Linked DNA regions of Mus musculus: region 2 is linked to region 1. The links are chromatin contacts, called in public HiChIP or PLAC-seq maps. All regions are on one chromosome and are shown on one strand. Each heading gives the region's core, a stretch centred on a gene start, on an enhancer-like site or on the middle of the called end of the contact. The rest is flanking DNA. Distances are from core to core; before and after follow the strand shown. Region 1 has its middle 38 kb from the start of Fchsd2. Region 2 overlaps Gm19765 (predicted gene, 19765).

Region 1 (3,163 bases), core at 442-2,941:
TGGGCTTACTCTGTTCCCCAAGTAAAACTCACAGACCCCCAAAACGTTTCTCAGAGACCTTTCTCATTCCAGAGTTGGGTAACTCTCCTGGGGTGCTCGGGTTTTTGAAGTGGTGGCAACTTTGCAACCAGGAGCACTAGGTTCCACACCTACGGAGTCTTTCACACATAAAACTTCTGTATATTTTCATGTTTCTTGTTGGGACCCTGGATGATTCTGTCCCTCAAATTCTATTGGCTAAAAGAACTTAGAAGGTGTTTGTGTGGGGGGGTCAAAGAATAAAAGCAGGCACCAGACAGGGGGCCCAGCAGGCAGGTCAGAGGGGGTACAGCCAGGGGACCCAGCAGGCAGGCCAGCAGTGACCAATAGCAAGGGCTAGATTCTCCACAGCTAACCCAAAGTTCCGGGTTTACTCTCTTCCCTTGGGTAGATTTCAGCCATCAAGAAGACTGGCATTTTCTAGGGCTCCCCCAAGCCCCAAACATGCTGGTCAGATGGAGGACAAACCAGGGCCAGCAAGATGGCTCAGCAGGTGAAGCACTTATCTCTCAAGGCTGGTGACCTGAGCTTGATCTTTGGGCTCCATGGTGAAACGACAGAATCTGGTGTCTCTAACCTACAGACACACCCACCCTCTCACACATGTGATAATAATAAAATTGTTTTTCACCAAAGAAACGACTCAGGAACTTGACCTGTCGGAACACCATGCAGCGGTTTCTCCTGCGAGATGGCTCTAGGCATGCACTGTTCTTTTCCTCAGAGGAGCGGAGGGGTGCTACTGCTGAGGCGGACAGGGACTAAAGGTGTGGAACAACAAAGATGTGGGGCTGAGACTTGCCTCCGAAAGCAGAGCAAGTCAGAGAAAGATCCAGGCTCAAAGCTTCCCCAGAAAATCCCACCAGCTCACTGGTCTTGTAATGCCTATGCAGCTACATAACCGAGGAGGGTTCCAAACGGCCCAAAGATGCCTCCAGAAAGAGGCTAGATGGGGGAGACGTCTGCAGGAAGGGGAGAGGGCTTCTCTAGAAGCCGCTTACTAAGCCACAGCGCTCCAGCTGTCTGCTCTGCTGCTCTGGAAATGACGTGGCCAGGAGGGAGCAGGGCTGTGTACAAAAGGTCTCCAAGGGTGTTTAAGGGCCAGAGAGTTCTGAAAATAGGTGGTCTCTAGAGATGACTATGTGAACAAACTTGCCACTTTGTCAGGACCAGTGTCTGATGCATGGGCCTGGGAGAAAACCAGGATTACCCCCTCCCGTTCTCCATGCTGGCTTCATATAAAAGCTTTTGGAACTTCAAGGATAGGAACCAGAGAGCCAGCTCACAGCCCCTGGGCCAAGCAGTGTGACTCAAACTTAGAGGAGAAGCTAGGGGACAAAAGGACAGCCTGCCACTACCTGGAGGAACACTTGGCAAGGTGGGGATGGGGGTGGGGTCAAGATACAAGTGAAGAGCCCTAAGAATCACACACATTGTCTATATGGAGAGACCACCAGATCAACACCCAGGGCAGACTGATTCAGAAAAGGTCAGGGGTCTCTGTCCACCAGAGAGACGTTATCTGTGGAAGAATTTGCCAGTCCCCTCCCCCCTTGAATTAGTTAAAAATGGTTGGGCTTCCCTGACAGCTCATAATCGGCCTATCTCCATCTCCCAGCTGCTAGTATTATAGGCCCGAGCCACCAGAAAAGAGAAGTTGTAAACTGGGCTGAGGATCAGGAAGTTCCGTAAGTTTTATGTTCAGAAAAATGGGAGAGGGCCAGGCAGTGGTGGCAGAAGGCAGAAGGCAGAAGGCAGAAGGCAGAAGGCAGAAGGCAGAAGGCAGAGGCAGAGGCAGAGGCAGGTTGTTCTCTGTGAGTTTGTGGCCAGCCTGGTCTACAGAGTGAGTTCTAGGACATCCAGGGCCACACAGAAAAATCCTGTCTCAAAAGCCCCAAAAAGAGTGGGGGTGGGGAGAGTGTAACAGAGAGCTGTGGGAGAAACAACACACACACATTTATTCTCTACCTCTACCAGCCCAGTATCTATAATGGGACAGTGTATTCTCACTAGGGTGTCTCCCAAAACTCCTCACAGAACAGGCCACCTGTAGTTACAAGGCCACTGCATATCCAGCTGACCAAGGCCCAGGTTCTGTTTCCACTGTTCATAGTGTGAGAGCTCCAAACTCCTGTTGTGGGAGAAGAGTGGGACTTAAAACTTCAGATATTTCATAATTCCCACAATAATAGCCATGAGCTGGGATGGCTAAGCAAGGAAAGGTTCTTGTCACACCATATGAGTTCAATCCTTGAAACCCATGTAATAGGTGGGAGGAGAAAATAGATTCTACAAAGTTGTCCTTTCTTATACACCACACACACACACACACACACACACCACACACACACACACACACACACACACACACACACACCATGGCATAAGCACCACAATTGCACCATACATCAAACACACACACACATACTAATAAAAAAAATAACCTGGGCAGGGCATAACACTTCTGAGACATCCCCAGATACCCAGATGCTTGGAATGCCACTAAAACGAACAGGTAAATGGTGGCGAGATGGAAGAGAACGAGAAGCAGATAGTGTTTGCACAGTGAAGAGAGGCAGAACTGGAGACTCGAAGGTAGCGAGGAACAGCCTGATGTGAGTAGCCAGTGCTGCCACCCGAGGCCATGGTGAGGTCCTGGCCTGTGCTCTTCTGAGGGCCATGTTTGGGTTCATGCAGCAGTGGGGGTGGGGGTGGGGTCTGTTACCACCAAAGGCCATGGGGAAATCCCTGGTTTGAGATGTCACCTGGGGTCATGTTGATGCCTGAGGGCTGTGCAGAACTGGCCTCCCGTACATCAATGAGGGAGCACAAAAGATGTGGCCTTGGTTGCAGGGGTGAGGGTGGGGAAGGGTGAGGGTTACTGGTGAGCAAGAGAGTGAGTATAGGAGAACTGGCTGGAGTTCTTATCTAAGCAGTATGGGAGAACCGGCCCCAAGGGCGAGAGAGCAGGAAAGCTGGTTCTGGTCTGCACTAGATGCAAGTGGGCTCATACTTTGCCTGGGCAACACAGAAGAGCTGGCCCTGGTGGCAGGGCCATGGGTAAGCTGGCCCCACCCCTCTTCTGATCTGGCAGAACCAAAAGCTGCAAGATCTCCAGACACAG
Region 2 (3,163 bases), core at 425-2,924, 480 kb before region 1:
ATCCCTCTAGAGCCTACTGTCTTAGGTTTTGAGCTATATATAAAATTCGGGATGTTTAAGGGAGAAATTCATGTCCTGAGAGATCCCACACTGAACACTCTCTTTCTCCTTCCTTCTTCAGGATCCAGAGAGAGCTGTGTATCCCTGTTCCTTGTGGTTCTCCTCGGTCTTCTGGTCCAGCAGCTTACTCTTGCTGAGCTGTAGCCCTCTCCTGTGTGCAGTTTGTGGGTGTGAGTGTTAAAGGGAGGCCAAGGGGGCAAGCCCTGATTGGTTGTTTAAGAACTGTGGAAGGGGGAAGGGTGGGGTTCTTTGAGGGGAGGTCTGCTTTAGCATTCATGACATCTATAAGCATCCAAGGTATCTTCTGGGTCTGTCTTGAAACTTTGCACTTTGACTTCAAATTACGACTCTTTCCACACTTTGCTATGATCAAAAAGCAATGTTTATCTGCCTCGTCAGCAGTAAGAGATTTAAAGTATGCAATTCGTGGTGAATTTTATAATCTAGGGAAATAAAAATTTATAATCACAGCTTGCTTTATAACTAGATATTTCTATAAATTTTATTATTTGTCTGAGAAGCTCTTCTAAAGTATGAAATCTGATTCCCACACTTCTGCAGCTGAGAAAGTTCATATTCCACATTTCTCACAGACGCTCTTGCAGGACAAGTTCCATGGGCCATAAACATCAGTTTTGATCCAGTTAAAATCTACTCCCTACTCTACCCCATTAGAAATACAACCAGCTACTGAGCCCTGTCAGTTTACTTGAATAACCTTGATTGTCTCTAAAGACATAATTAAGCAAATTAATTTTTTGAGTCAGGGTTCCTCTGTGTAACACACCTGCCTGTAGTAGAAATTTCTTTGTAGAATAGGCTAGCCTCAAATTCACAGAGATATGCCTGCCTCTGCCTGCTGAATGCTGGGATTAATGGCATGTACCACCACCCCCTGGCTAAGGTCATTAAATTTTTAAAATTGTATTATTTCTGTATGTGCATGATGTGGGTGTGCTAATGCCTCAGAATGTGGGAAGGGATTGTTGGGAGCAAACAAAGAGACTTGTTCTAAGTGCTGCCATTTTGTTTTCCGACTCCACTTAATCATAGGGGGAAACTAAGTTCAAGGCCCCAGCCCTAGGGAAACTGGGGACTTCCCAATAGCTGAAGTCTGTTGTAAAGTGACAGTTGTCTGAGTTCAGCTATCTCAGGGGCAACTTCTCTGTTTTGCTGGCAGGGTCAAACTAAGTTCATATTCCCAGGCCCAGAAACCAACTCCTATCCTGACATAAGTGGAAACTCCCTTATGTCAAAATATGGTTGGAGAATGCTACAGTCCACCACACAGTCCCTCAATTTATGATTTCATTCTTTAAATATGCTGTCTGACTTCCCTTCAGGGTTGGAGTTCAGCTCCTGAGTCTGTTCTGCAGCCCTGATCTAGCCTTAGCAGCTTGATTACAATGAGTTTTTGTCATCTGCCTCAGCCTGGTGTTTGAGTTCTGTTGGATCTAAGCAGACCCCATAACAGGGTCAGAAGATAACTCAGGGCATCAGCTCTCTCCTTCCACCCTTATGAACGTTCCAGGAATCAAACTCAGGTTCTCAGCATACACAGGAAGCATTTTAACCGCTGAACCAGCTCACCTCCCAGACAGGCACATTTTGAGGCATATATGGGTCAGGAAGTCTGTGCCCTGTATTTACCAAGGGTGGGTTCAGCTCACGTGAACAAAGATTCCCTTACTCCCCCTTCCCCACTCTCCATGCATGAAGATAGTCCTGTCTTGTTTGCCAGTAAGCAACAGCCAATGTTTGAATTGTGCAAGATGAAACAAGGTGATCTGGTTGCAGTGGTGCTCGCCTTTAGTCCCAGCACCCAGGAGACGAGGCAAAAGAATCTTATGACTTTAAGGCCAGCCTGGTCTATGTAGCAAGTTTCCAGGGAGCCAGAGATACATAATGAAACCTGCCTTAAAACAACAACATTACAACAACAGCAACAAAACAAACAAGCACACACCAAAAAACCCCAGCAAAACAAAACCCCAAAAAACCCAGCAAAACAAAACATTGTCGATAGAGTCAAAAAAAACTGAACCACTCAGGCACAGACAGGAAGTGGATCACAGGGGTGGCCTTTAAAACTCAGGGTAGGAAAGTAGATTCAATAAATGGAATGAAGGCAACTGGCTCTCAGATCCTTACACGAGCCTGTTAAGTAACATTCATGGTAAACCACTGCTTGGAACAAGACTCCTATGCCAGGCCCCAGCTGACCAGTTCTTTCTTGCCTCTGAAACCAGTTCCCACTGCTCAGCAGGATAGCGGACTCCTTCTGTTTTGTGGAACAAGATGTTGCCTGGCTCTGGAGTAGATACTAAAAGGCCAATTTGATCTCTAAGCTAAACCTGCTCTCTCCCTTTCCCCCTCTCCCTCCCCTCCCCTCTCTCTGTTTTTCAAGACACCATACATAAGAGTCCTCCTGAAAACGGGCTGGAAAGGTGCCTCAGTGGTTAAGAGCACTGTCTGTTCTTCCAAAGCTCTGAGTTTAATTCCCAGCAACCACACAAAGGCTCTCAACCATCTGTAATGGGATCTGATGCCTTTTTCTGGTATATCTAAAGACAGTGTATTCACATTCATAAAATAAATAAATCTTTTTTTAAAGTTACCTGAAAAATTAAAGGTTTAAATGTAAAAAATTAACTTCTGAAATTATTACTAAAATGTAGAAAAATATTTATCATCAGAGCAAGGGGGGGGGGGTCAGGAGAGGCTTATTTCATCTCCATGCCTAATTCAGACCACCCACCCAGGGCTCTGTTCATAGTCCCTCCTGGAATGCAGGATGCTTGGGACACCAACACAACCATTCTCCCACAGTTTCTGAGGCAAGATAAGGGGACAATATACGAACGTGTGACTGGATCCCTGGGTCTTCCTTTATCACTGTTCATAATGATATTATCCTCTTCAGACACAGTTCAGTGATCAAAGCAAGTCACCCAGCTATCTCGAGCTTCAAAAAATGCCTTCAAGATGTCTGCAAGGGCAAGAAAGGGAGGTCACTTACAACAAACCTGATTCATTGAGAAATATTTCTTGAGACCACGAAAAGCACAGTCAAAGAGAAACAAAACCAGCACAATTATAACAA

What was found. HiChIP or PLAC-seq counts read pairs in DNA pulled down with a chosen protein or histone mark.
Region 2: a contact with region 1 is called in an H3K27ac HiChIP or PLAC-seq map of microglia, with 6 times the contacts expected there. The contact joins two enhancer-like sites. A contact is called at or near these places in 6 of 484 Hi-C or Micro-C datasets (CD4 T cells, embryonic stem cells, nephron progenitors and 2 more) and 1 of 115 datasets of contacts at active chromatin or transcription factors (microglia).

Annotation. Positions count from the first base shown.
Region 1 is chr7:101,069,114-101,072,276 of GRCm38.p6, reverse strand. No RefSeq gene overlaps it. Among named protein-coding and RNA genes, the nearest start is that of Fchsd2, 38 kb to the left of the region's middle. Within about 2 kb of position 1,691, at least 49 of the 459 cell types and tissues checked have an H3K27ac peak or open chromatin away from gene starts, as enhancers often do. A contact at or near this core is called in microglia, where this site is marked.
Region 2 is chr7:101,549,817-101,552,979 of GRCm38.p6, reverse strand. It overlaps Gm19765 (predicted gene, 19765), which reads right to left. Exons shown (of 3, transcript NR_166075.1): 2 at 2,924-3,049. It also overlaps the pseudogene Art2a. Among named protein-coding and RNA genes, the nearest start is that of Gm19765, 3.5 kb to the right of the region's middle. Within about 2 kb of position 1,674, at least 59 of the 459 cell types and tissues checked have an H3K27ac peak or open chromatin away from gene starts, as enhancers often do. A contact at or near this core is called in microglia, where this site is marked.